Regions from separate parts of the Drosophila melanogaster genome. Here region 2 is linked to region 1. Evidence: chromatin contacts called from public Hi-C data. All regions are on one chromosome and are shown on one strand. The core of a region is the stretch at or near the end of the contact, and the rest is flanking DNA. Distances in the headings are between cores, read along the strand shown. Region 1 holds the start of kek5 (kekkon 5). Region 2 holds the start of Grip84 (Gamma-tubulin ring protein 84).

Region 1 (6,047 bases), core at 33-2,532:
TACACGCGAAACTTCTTGCCTGAGTGCTTAACCCTTGGCAGGGCGCGCAGGTAGTGAGCGCTCTCGTATTAACCCTACAGCGCTCACGCACACACGCGTGAAATATGCAGAATATATGGTTGCAAATTAAATATCATATTGCATATTAGCCACCAATTTGCAACGGGATCAGTGTATTCTGGCTAAACGAATTAAGTTAGTTCAGTGGGGAAAACAGCGATCTCCGTGCGGATGGTTCGTTACTTCAGTTTTTGGGGGTTAATGGCTTTTAAACTGCAGACTGCACTTTACGTACATACGTACATATATACCTAAATATATATGTTTATATATACATATGTAATATGTATGTTTTCTTCATTTCTTTGCCTTTCCCTTATTTTCCTGCCTTCGGAAACGCAAATGATGCAGTTTGTTTGATTCATTTGACATTACAATTGCTGCAGCTGCACGTTGTTGTTCTCGTTTTGTTGTTGCTGCTGCTTCTGGCGATGCTGCATTTTGCTTCAGTTTCAGTTTTTCATGTTTTTCCAAGCACAAACCACGCTGCAGTCGCTGCTGTTGTCGTTGTTGTTGTTGTTATCATTGCTGCTTCTGTTGTTTTGCAGGTAAGTCGAAGATGAGTGTTGAACCGGTTCAACGGGTACACACGACTACCATTGAAAGAAGCCACATACGTACATGAAGACAGACACACACACTCTCACACACGGGCAGCACTTACACTCTCCCTCCCGCTCGCTCGCTCTATCTCTCCCACTCGCACTCTATGCACTTATTTTAACTCTTTATCTCTCCACTCTCTTTACCACGCTTTGTGTTGATCCGCTCTCCGCTCCGTTATTTACTCCACGGCGTGACTTTTCCAAATATAATCACCTTTTGGCTTTAGCTGCTTGTGAGGGGGTTGAAGTGGTGTGTGGGTGGGGGGGGCTTGTTGTTGTTTTCGTTTAAGGGGTATCACTTGCAAGTAACCGAAAAAAAAGTGTGAGTAATGCACTCCGGGACAGCCGCAACAGCCGCGTGTTTGGCGGCGTTCGAAAAAAAAAGCAAACACACACACACTAGCCGCCACTCAACTCAAGTGAACTCCACGCGACGCGAGGCGAGTCGAGACGACTTTTCGTGTTTCGTTAACCGCGACTGTCCATTCAATTGGCGGCAACAACTGACTGCTTCGCGCACTCGAGTACGTACATATGTGTATGTGGGTGGGCGATGCGCTCGACGTTTCACTCTAGCAACAACCTACGCGACCGGCGTTTGCAACAACACTGCGACGCACATCTGTTCGAGAGCAGGCCGCTCGAGCCGCATCGAACCGAGTCGCAGCGAACCGAACCGAACTAAGCCGAGCCGTCATGCAACATGTTCGACTGGAACGTCAGCTGAGGGGTTGCAACAGCAACAAAGCACTGAAACAAAACGTGTGTAACGAATTATAAAATCAAATTTACGGCGATTTTTCACTTAATGAATGTATACAAAAACAAAAAAAATTAAAATCAATAATTTTTTTTCAATAAAAAAAAATAATTTTAGTTATCACCATAATCAAATCAAACAAAACCATGGTACGAAAGTCGTGACAATTTTACCCTTAACGATTCTGATGCCAATGAAATGTGTTTTTTTTTTTTTGTCTTATTGTACAGCTAGGATGTTGAGATTAAGCATACATGTTCTATACATAAACATAGACGCAGAGCCAGTTTGTTGACCCATTTTGCCACGCCCACTCTAACGCTCACAAGCCGCCAAAAACTACCCAAGCAATTTTTAAATAGTTTCTTATTTCATTCCCCAATAATATCTACCTAAGAAAAATGTTAAAATTTCGCGTTCGCATTTCCATTAGCCAAGTAACCGATATACTCGACTATAGATTCTCCCTTCTCAAGAACAGAGCTCAGTACAAAATATATACATATGTATTCAAAAAATCAGTTGAACACAAAATAAGAATTTCAGCTCCATCGCGAACGTTAGAAACTGAATGAATTCATCAGCCAGTTGACAGAAGTTTGATTTTAAGACCTCTGATCGTCGAACAAAATGGAAAGGAGCTGCTGCTTGGTAGTGCAATTCATTTTAAAATTTCAGCGGCTAGCATCATTAATTACGTCACCGGCGAAAAAAGAAGGAAAGTGAAGCGTTCTCTGTGCCCCTGAATAACTGCGAAGAATTAAGTACGTCAGTAAGGGGAGAGCATACACGCGCCCATGTGTGGAGCCAGCCAGATACACTGCGAGAAACGAGTGGCAATTCCAATCCAATACATAAATATGTAAGGTTCCCTTTACATAAAATTAAATAGTAAGGTATCATGGGAAACCAGTACACATTGATAATAGCATAAGAGCAATGGCATTATTACTACATTTCAATGAAAGATACTTTAAATTGCTTAATTTTGGAAGTTTTCGATGTTTGTTATTATGCCTTAATATTAATATAGCTTTATTTCCTATTTATTTATAAGAGATACCAGAAAGTGAAGCTAATTTTTTATTAGACCTGAAGATTTAAGAGGCATACGCAGCGCAAGTTAGTTGTCAAGTAATGTTGGCACCTCCACTTTAACGCCCACAAATCGCTCAAATCTGCCACGCCTACACTTCTTGAAAATGTTTTGAAATGTAAAAGTCGACAACTAATTATGGACACCCTAATTTTAAATTTGGTTAATTTGATTTCTAATTAAAAAAATTTAAACAAGCAAAGTAAATCTTTTACAGAAAAAATACTGGTTTTTTTATTTATTTAAAAAACGCATCTTTTGTTATAGGGAAATAGAAGTGTTGGCGAGCAATCGATTTTTTCGCCAATTGATTGTGTAAGTTTTAAAATAAAAGATGTATATTTTTTTGATTTGAAATGCAGAAACTAAATGAAATGCTGCTCGATCATGATAGGTTACAATTGGTATTGCAGCATTTTGAAATGTACAGTAGACTAAACACAGATGGACGCCAAATTAATTATGACAAATTATGCTATAAACTGGGCACATAAGCACCAAATCAAGCTAGGATCATAAAAATAGAACACACATTTCATGAGAACAAGGTAACCATCTTCTATGTTCGTTTTATTTAATATTCTTTTATATCCTTCCTATCTAGGACTTACATATATTTTCATTTGGTGAGTAAACATTTCAACAACTGCGAACATATAAAACACAAGAATAACACACTCCACTTACAATATTTTACGTTTTCTCTATTTTAGTTGGTTAAATGTTTAAAATTGTTTTGTTTTTTGCTTTTATTTAAAGATCGACTCTATTCAGGCATAATAACTTATATAGTTTTAGAGAATATTCAATGAATATTTCCTCCAAAAGGAAAAAGACATTGACACCAATGATGTGGAATCTTCTATTCTGTATCTTCTATTCTGTATCTGTATCTGTAAATGAAGAACTAAAACCATATGAAAATATGAACATCTTGCTGAAGGAGCAGCTGACTCAGTTGAGTTGGTGAGCTAGCTTTAGATTTTAGATTGATTAATGAACATGAACTTTAACAATAAGTTGCTCTTAATGGCGACTCCGATGAACCCAAACGGAGGACTCCTTGAAGCGCACCATCAGCCAGGTGGCGTTGCAGGCGACGGAGGAGGAGCCAACTAAAGTGACTGGTGACTAAAGTAGCCAGGCTCATCACCATTTCCAGCTGGCCCTGCAGTTGGATGTGCTAGTTGGATGCAGGTTTCCCCATTTCGGTCGACTTCGGTCACTATCACCATCATCATCTTCCTTGCTTGGAAAAGTTGTACGAGATCGATTTGGACAACTATGCGGCTGAGGAGTTTGCGGATCTATCTGGAGAGCACTGCCAAGTGCGCATTTCTCGGCAGGAGTACGTGTACCTGGCGAATATGGATTTGAACTGGGTCCATCCATCCACTGGACATGTCTATCGGGAGCCATTGCCCAGGCTTTATTACCCAGCTTATATTCCCAAGAAGGATGCCCAATTGGCTTGATAAATTTTAAGTTTTGGGTAATATAATTAAAATATATAATTGAAAGGTGTAACTTATAACCTACAATATTTATGTATTTGCATTCATCTGAGAGTCAAGCTTTTCAGTCCAAACTGTGGACACTGATGACGTTCTCATTGCAACATCCGCTGATGATGCCGCAGTTCTAGTCAGAAACCCCTTTCCACAGGAGTATGTTTGTTGCTTTGAAAAATTGACGCAGGATTGGAACAAACAGGAATAAACAGTAGCAAATGAGCAAAGTTTATGTTTTCGATCAGACCTGGAATATATACGCATCTTGGATCCGTGCTGGAGCATAAGTCGTATGGAAAATATCTTGGGATTATCTATACTTTGGCTATGTTGTCAAAAGTTGCGAAAATATCGTGGCTCCTGTCTCCTAGTATCAAGCTCTCCTTAAAAAGCAAGTTGGCTATATATAAAACCATCCTCAAACCGATTTGAAGATATGGCTTTCAAGTTTATGGAGTTGCTGCTAAATTGCACCATAAAGAAAATCCGTACAGCTCAGAGTAAAATACTGAGAACAATGTGCAATGCTTCTTGGTACATACATACATGCGTTTCTAGATGCATAGAAAGTGGATCTGGATCAACTAGAATCCTGTCGTAAAAAATATATCCCAATTCCCAGTATTAGTTGTCAATCAATATTTAAATGTACGAAACATTTATCTTAGTAAGTAATCAAAAATTGTTAACGTTGTGTCTAATACTAATATAATATTACTTATTTCTATTTCTTAAACATATAAGTGTTTAGGCTGCCTGAAGGTAGTTTTTAAAATAAAAATAACAATAAAAAAAGAGTTAAGCCTAAATTAATATAAGCTACTTTCTATAGTCTAAGCTTATTTAGGAAAAGTTTAGGGCTTCTAAAGTTCTTAATGATGTGAAATATGAAATGTAGCTTGTTCTCACAACCAAATTTAGGTTTGAAACGGAAAATGATTTTGGTTTTCATATTGGAGTATATTTTAAAAGCGAACTGAGCTTTTAAAGTATACCCCCGTAAAGAAAGTTTAAAGCTCAAGCTTCTTAAGATTATTTCCATAGGGACACTTTCATATTCAGGACACTTTGGGACATAACTTTCCATAAAAACCTTAGGTTATGGAAACTAGGGGTGAATATGTGGTTTATGGCATAACGTTATGTTTATGGAATAACGTTATATTTATGGCATAACGTTATACACAAAAAACGATGTGGAGCAAAAGCCAACTTGCAATATGAAAAAGCTTTTAGGGGTAAAAAGTCTAGTGGATCCTGTGTTAACATGTGGATATTATGTTGTGGATTGCTGTCAACTAAACTGGGTATAACAGCTTTCAGGGGTGGAAACTCTTTTGCGATACATACAAAAAAAAAACCATTAATTATAGTGGCATAAAATCGAACAAGTACAATTTTCAATGATTTGCGGTCATTGTTGTAGTTTTATGCATTATGTTTAATGTTTAACCCTCCGAATTTGTTACATATTTATCTACACAATTTTTGCATTTTTTATGTTTCTTGTATGATATCATACATTTTTTTTTGCCACGTGTACCGTACGACACATGAATGATGTTAAATCCTTGTGTCACAAAATGCGCTACCTGATTTCCGTCTAAAGTGATTGATTACTTGACTGATTGCATGAATTATTTTCATTTTAATTAAGGATATACAATCGTTTTGAAGCTTGAAAAGCATCGCATTCTATATTTTTTCATATCCGGCATAAGTAAATTGCCATTGGGGGGAGCACCACGTGGCGTCCAGTTCAGTGCATTCGTAACATGCATCAAAACAGCAAGGATGTTGAGTGGCAGTGTGCCACCGAATTTGTTTACTTTTCACAACATTCCGGCTAGGCGTGTGCGCTGCTAACAGCAGGAGCCAACACAGTCGAAGGACACGAAGGACACCCGATGTGGCTATGTTATGCTCTCGTTTAAGGTCACAGCACCGACACGATATCCATTGGCCACGTGTCGCGGACTCCGGCTCAGTTGCAGTTGGAAAGTCGAGCCCGCTCC
Region 2 (6,606 bases), core at 49-2,548, 210 kb before region 1:
CGCTGCAGCTGCACTAGGCCCACTGCCGCCTGATACAGCGAGCTAGTGTCACCGTCCACACTCACATCGCGGAAGGCATTGGGCATCTCCATCGATACCAGGTCGACATCCAGCGGCAGATAGTTCCAGGCCAGTTCCTCGATGTTTCCGAAGCTGCCCAACACGCCGCTGACCTCCAGTTGGCTGACGCACAGACATGACCGCCTCGGGGCGAACAGGATGTGGTACTGCCGTCCAGCGGCCGCTCTTCCGCCTGCCTTCACGTGGGCGGCCAGCTGCTCCATCAGCGCCACGCGTGGGCGCATCACGTACACCACATTGGCCACCTCGCGCGGCAAATGAAGCTCCGGCTTGAGGGCCAGCAGACGGATGCCTCGATCAGCGAATAACTTTGGCCGGGTAACCAAGTCCAGCGGTCCGATCATGGTCTCGTCCAGCACAATAACCTTGGAACCCTCAATGCGGTCCAGCTGCTGCAGCAGCTCGCGGCAGGCGGCCTCCTGCAGCAACTGCAGGTTGACCCGCTGACCATGGCCCTTCAAGTGGGGGAACATGCTCCTTTCCTCTTGCCAGAAGTGTTGATTCGTATGCTCTGCGGCTTCCGGTCGGTCGCTACCGTGTCCTTGGTGGGCGGTTTGTGCAGTGCGTTGGTGGTGTTGGTGCAACGCCCACGGATTTCGGCTGCAGAAGATCAGGGACGCGACTGTAATCGCTGCAAAGCAGCTGATTTGGACTGCGCCTGCGCTCAGCAGTGCGGTCTTACACTTACCCTTATGGCACGGTCACACTGTCCGCTGCTCTATGGGCCATTCACACTATCACTTGCCTGCAATTTAAAATCAAAACAGTTGCCAGATATAAATTTTGTTGATTAAACAAGAATATAAAGTTAAGATAGAATAAAATAATAGAGGAGTAGTTTCAATTATTTAATCTGTGGGTAGAAAGTATTTCTTATTTATTTTTTATGTACAGCTTTTTTCATTTAACAAAATTTGTATTTTTTCAATGCTTTGCACGCTTTAACGCAAATAAGTTACAGTAGTGGCCAGTCCAGTGTAAACTATGCTAAACGCACCCCTCTTTTTCGCCAGCAACCAGTGTCACCACATCCTCACAATTAAATACCAACAAATGCCAATTTGCATCAAGTTGCTTGTGCTGCTCATTTCAGTTTAAATTGATTCCGAAATTGCTGCAAGCGCGTAAAATAAAATGAGCATCTGCGATTTTAAAACGGCTAAGGATTGAAAAAAAAACTAGAACATTACAAGGACAGATGACAACCCTGTCGCTGCAGTCGGCACTCAAGCAACCCGGAAAAGAACAACAAAATATTGAGAAGAGCGGCGCACTCAAAAAGAGCTCAATTGCCGGTTATAACTGTAAATTGAGAAGCGCGGAACTATAAATTGCCATCTCCGTGATGAGTAAACCCCATGCGCTGCGCGGTGTGCTCGCCAATTTGATCAGCGAGTCGCAGTAAGTGGATTGAGTGCACAGGTGGCCAGTCGATCTAGCCGTTGCTCCTGCACCGCCTCTTTCCCGCCATTGGCACCATAGTTTACTGTCATTTTTTATCCCACAGATCGCCCCTAACTCCGGAGAGCATCATTCGGGAGTTTCGGGCCACTAGTGATCGGCGGCTGCCAGCCTGCGATCTGATCAAAGTCCTGGTGTCCATCAGCGAGAAGCGTCCCAACTTCGCAGAGGTGACCAAGGAGATCTCGCACATTCTGCAGAATAAGGATCCCATGTACGCACTGCTGGTGTTCGTCGAGCGATACAGCGAATGCAAACCAGTCTCCGAGAGCAGCAGTTCCACTAGCCTTTCAGCGATGGGCTTGCCGCACGGAAACAAGACTTCGGATGTTAATTCCGCAGCCGGTTCAGTCCCCACCACATTGGCAATCGCAAGCACCTCGACAATCTTAACCACATCGCAAAACGTATCTGGTTCCACCAGGCTTAGCTTGACCCAGTCCCAGGACTTTCCCACCTCGACGCCGGTGAATTGCAAAAAGGCCACTGAATCCGACACTACACCCGTAGTCTTTGTCAGGCGCGGCCCAATGGACCGTAACCGTGGAGCGGGCAAGGATGAGCGCAACGACTTAAGTGTGGTGAGTGCAGACTAAGTATGGTGTGCTGTTCGCTGCCAATTACTTGGCCCCTTCAAATAATCAATGATCAACCCACACAGATCAAGGAACGTGTGCTTAATGCCGTTTCCGATCAATCCTTGAGCGGCTACCGCTCGGTGACCAACAAAACGGGCAACAGCCCAAAGTCAATGCCGAATGACCTGGTGACGCTAACTGATGTGCCCGATGAGTACCGCACCCATTTACTGTGGGAATACTACAAGGTGGACGGGGACAAGGTGCCGAGGGCAGAGATCGCGGCAATGCCGCTTCTCAGCCAGGAGAGTATGCTGCTCGACGAGCTGCTGCACTGCCTCACGGGCATAAGAGAAAGCCTCCTGGTGCCTCAGAAGCCAATTATTTCTGCCGTTGGCCTGGCCAAATACGACACGGACTTTGACATACACACGCACCTCGATCGCTCGCTGACACACCAGGTGCGGGAAATCTTGCCATTGGCCTCCTACTTCATGGGCGTGCAGAAGATAATCGCGGCTACCGACGGCCTGGGTCAGGTGATGAACTCATTGAATGAGGCACTGCAGGAACTTACACACGACTTCTATGTAAGGATGTGCAATCGTGTCGTGGCAAAATTTTTCCCTAACTAATCTTTTTTTCCACCGAGCCTAGCTGATAATCGTACAAGCCGAACAGGAGCTGCGCCACAATAGATTAACATTGCAGAAACTACTGTACTACCTGCAGCCGACGATGTGGGTGATGCATGAGGTCTGGTCCTCGTTGGTGATCATTCAGCTAAGCGATTCACGGGATGCCGAAGTGTTGACGTATTTACACGAGCGGATCAAGCGGCTGGAAGGCAACAAAGATGCACAACAGCTGATTATCGGACTGGTGCGCAAGGCGGCCAAGCCGTACATGCGAATGCTGCAGATGTGGATCCAGAAGGGCGTGATCGTGGACCGCCACCGGGAATTTCTCGTAGTGGACAACGAAGTGATCCATCGCGACGAGCTGCCCGAGCACTATTCCGACGATTATTGGGAGAGACGGTATACCTTGCGCGACGAACAAATACCATCGTTTCTGGCAAAGTATTCGGATAAGATCCTGCGCACCGGCAAGTATCTCAATGTGATCAGACAGTGTGGCAAGCGCGTAATGCCCACGCAAGAGATGAACCTAGAGTTCGACCCGACCAGCGAGCGGCACGTGTCCGTCATCAACGACGCTTACTACTTTGCCGCCCGCATGCTGCTGGATGTGCTGCTAACGGAGAACGACCTGATGGGTCACCTACAGTCGGTGAAGCGTTACTTGCTGCTCAACCAAGGCGACTTCACCATGCAGTTCATGGACGCCTGCGAGGACGAGCTGACGAAGAACGTGGACCACGTGTTGCCCATGACGCTAGAGAACCTGCTGGGACTAACGCTTCGCATTTCCTCGGCGCGTAATGATCCCTACAAAGACGATCTGCACTGCGAGCTGCTGCCCTACGACCTGGTCACGCAAATGTCCAAGATCATGAAGAAGGAGGAGAACTGGCAGGCACAGCCTCGCCTCGATCTTAGCGGCCTCGAGTGCTTCGCTTTCACCTACGAGGTGAAGTGGCCCTGCTCTTTGGTGCTGAATCACATTTCCATCTCCAAGTACCAAATGCTCTTTCGACAGCTCTTCTACTGCAAGCACGTGGAGCGCCAACTGTGCAAGTGGGTTCCCGATCCTTAACCTTTTATGCCCACGATCATTTAAGTTCTTCTCTCGCAAACAGGATTTGGAAGGAAAACTCGATTGCCAGGCAGTTCGAGCCGCAGGCGGCTAGTCTCTATCGAGCGGCGTTCACTCTGCGCCAGCGTATGATGAATGCCATCCAGAACCTGGAGTACTACATGATGATCGAGATCATCGAGCCCAACTGGCACATTTTCATTGAAAAGATGAAGACGGTGGAGAACGTGGATAACGTTCTGCGTCTCCACCAGGACTTCCTCGACTCGTGCCTTAAGAACTGCATGCTGACCGAGTCGTCGCATCTGAATCGTTCGATCTTCAAGCTCTGCAAGATCTGCCTGAAGTACTGCGAGTTCATCCAGGTGAGTTCCAGTTACAGTGCGAGGGTACCGGGTGGCTAAATTGCTAAATTTTTGCGTACAACCCTTCTTCCTTTGCTCTGTGCTTCGTGCTCCGTGCTCCGTGCTCTTAATGCTCTATGTCTATCCCGCTTGCCAACGCTTCCAACTCTATGTGGAATCCTTGCTAATCCCCACCTTCGCAGATCACGCAGCGTTACTTTCAGGACGCTGAGCTCAGGTCGATGGTACGTGATAGCGCGGACAGCTCCGAATCCGAACAGGAGAGCCTGCACTGCCCACAGGTATTGCGTAGGCTTGTGCTCAACCACGTTGTTCCTTGCGGTTCCTGTGTTCTCGCTCCCACTTTCGTTATCGGTGGACCCATTTCCGTTTTGTGTCCAGCTGGATTGCATAATGGCGTGGCCCCGATTTTGATAGCATTGTTTCTTTTATTTCGAATTTGGATTGCATGCTTTAAGTTATTTTTGATTGGCTTGCCTATGCATTAGGCCATTTGCTTTCTTTTGTTTTTAAAACCTTAAATGCATCTTCTGGTATCATTAAATTACTAATGCAGAAATAATCTACAATAAGTAGATTATTATTAAGTTTTCCCTGATTATTATTCCTTCTTAATGAATCTACTTACAAAACGTAGTATTGTTTGGAAAAAATGTTTTGAAATTCAGTTAAAACAATTTGTGTAAGACCAACTTAAGCGGTTAATCTATATATTTTATATACTTATTTTTATATTTTATATACTTATACTTTTGTGTATACGGATGCCACAAAATTAGCCTGAGTTCGGGAAGAATTTGTATATACATAAGAATTCCCCCCAAATTCAGTGTATTTGTGACATCCTCACATGTATGTTCCAGTGATTAACTTGTGATTTCTTTGTCCCCTGCTAGATTGAGACCCCGTTGGATCCGACAGATACGTTTTCGGAGCGGGTTAGGCGCTTTGATCTGGAATTTACCCAACTGCTGATATCGTTCCTCAAGCAGATCAACAGCATGGCGAAGAAGAACACCGCCGATTGCTTCATGAATCTGGTGCACCGCATCAACTTCAATGCCTTCTACACCGATCAAATGGACAAGATGTGTGTAGAGGATGCCATTGGCTAAGCCAGCACGTCTAGAGGAAAGGATGTGGATGTGGATGTGGATGTGGACGTGGAAACGGAAACGGAAAAGACAAGAACAAAGTATTAGATAAATGAATTTCATAATCACAAGCGCACATTTACCATCATTCCCCACGCATGTCTTCTCATTTGCCATCCAACAAAGCGCACCAATTGTTACCCGTTTAGTTATACAAATTCGAATATGTATGAACCAATAAACCAATTAAAATGTCCTTCGCTGCTGCCGTTTGCGTTCACACAACTGCAATTTACGGCACTGGACACGATTTTCGATTGCAACGTAAGCCAGTGGCGTAGATTGCAGATTGTGCCGCCAACCAAGATATTGTACTTCGTCGTCAACCAGGTCATCCGCGATAAGCTTGGCCACTCTGTTTAGAAATGCACAAATATCCTAGGTAGCTCTCACCACTGGTTTATACATCGAATCAGAATGATAGCTGAGATCTTGGTTTCCAGGATGTTCATCATCGTTTGCTCCTGCTACGGGGTTTGCGGTTTTCCCCCATCCTGAAGCCTTTCATATACGAAGCTTATGTCGTTGGTATTTGGCCAGTTCTTAATTTAAGCTAGCCACTTGGATTTTTGGAGTGGAAGCAAATGCAAGCAAGAAACCATCCAGAATTTTAACCAAATTTGATGTTAGTAAACTCGTGATGGGCATCAATGTGGTAGCTACGCTGTAAAGTAGGCAACAAATATATTGTTCCCTGCGAAGAGAGCATTATTTTACTAAAGATCAGTATGAGAACGAAGAACTATTGTTAAGTATGATAAAGAGTGCAAGAACATCTATAAATATTATGTGCATGTATATATGTGTATTCAATGGTTTAATATACATATGTATGTATATTGCGAATTTAGTATGCCCTGATTTAGTTTCAAGTTCGCACTGCGATTAAGCATGAACTCGAAATCTGAGCTCTAAAATATTATTGACTGCTTTTAAGTATAAAGTATATGCTATATATAATCTGGCATAAATAACAAGTTGTGCTGCATTCGCTTTAATCGCATTTTTCTCAGCGCCCATTTCCCTTAGTCGCAATATGGCGAGTGGAATTTTCCTGGTTTTTCATCGTTGTCCGATGGTTTCTCCGCTTTGGAGCCACCGACTGTCCAGGAGCACACATGGCATAAATATACATATATGTATATATATGTACATACATATGTACGAGCCGATACACACCCACAAAAGCCAATTTCTAGGCATTTGTATGTGGGTGCAAGTGACCACCCCCCCCCCCCCCCCATCAAC

Evidence for each region. Hi-C and Micro-C count contacts between places; a contact is called where the count stands out from the background.
Region 2: a contact with region 1 is called in a Hi-C map of the Kc167 cell line, with 2.5 times the contacts expected there. The contact joins the promoter of Grip84 here to the promoter of kek5 in region 1. A contact is called at or near these places in 1 of 107 Hi-C or Micro-C datasets (the Kc167 cell line) and 1 of 6 datasets of contacts at active chromatin or transcription factors (the Kc167 cell line).

What each region holds. Positions count from the first base shown.
Region 1 is chrX:19,348,416-19,354,462 of dm6, reverse strand. kek5 (kekkon 5) reads right to left here and starts at 1,282. Exons shown (of 5, transcript NM_001258817.2): 1 at 810-1,282. It overlaps nAChRalpha7 (nicotinic Acetylcholine Receptor alpha7), which reads left to right and starts at 6,016. Exons shown (of 16, transcript NM_167645.4): 1 at 6,016-6,047.
Region 2 is chrX:19,560,290-19,566,895 of dm6, reverse strand. It overlaps Grip84 (Gamma-tubulin ring protein 84), which reads left to right and starts at 1,298. Exons shown (of 5, transcript NM_001298515.1): 1 at 1,298-2,123; 2 at 2,204-2,710; 3 at 2,778-3,820; 4 at 3,883-4,204; 5 at 5,101-6,606. The coding sequence starts at 1,755. The coding sequence ends at 5,319. car (carnation) reads right to left here and starts at 877. Exons shown (of 3, transcript NM_167664.2): 1 at 770-877; 2 at 1-681. The coding sequence starts at 554. mir-978 (mir-978 stem loop) reads right to left here and starts at 5,660; the gene lies at 5,569-5,660. It overlaps mir-979 (mir-979 stem loop), which reads right to left and starts at 5,059; the gene lies at 4,965-5,059.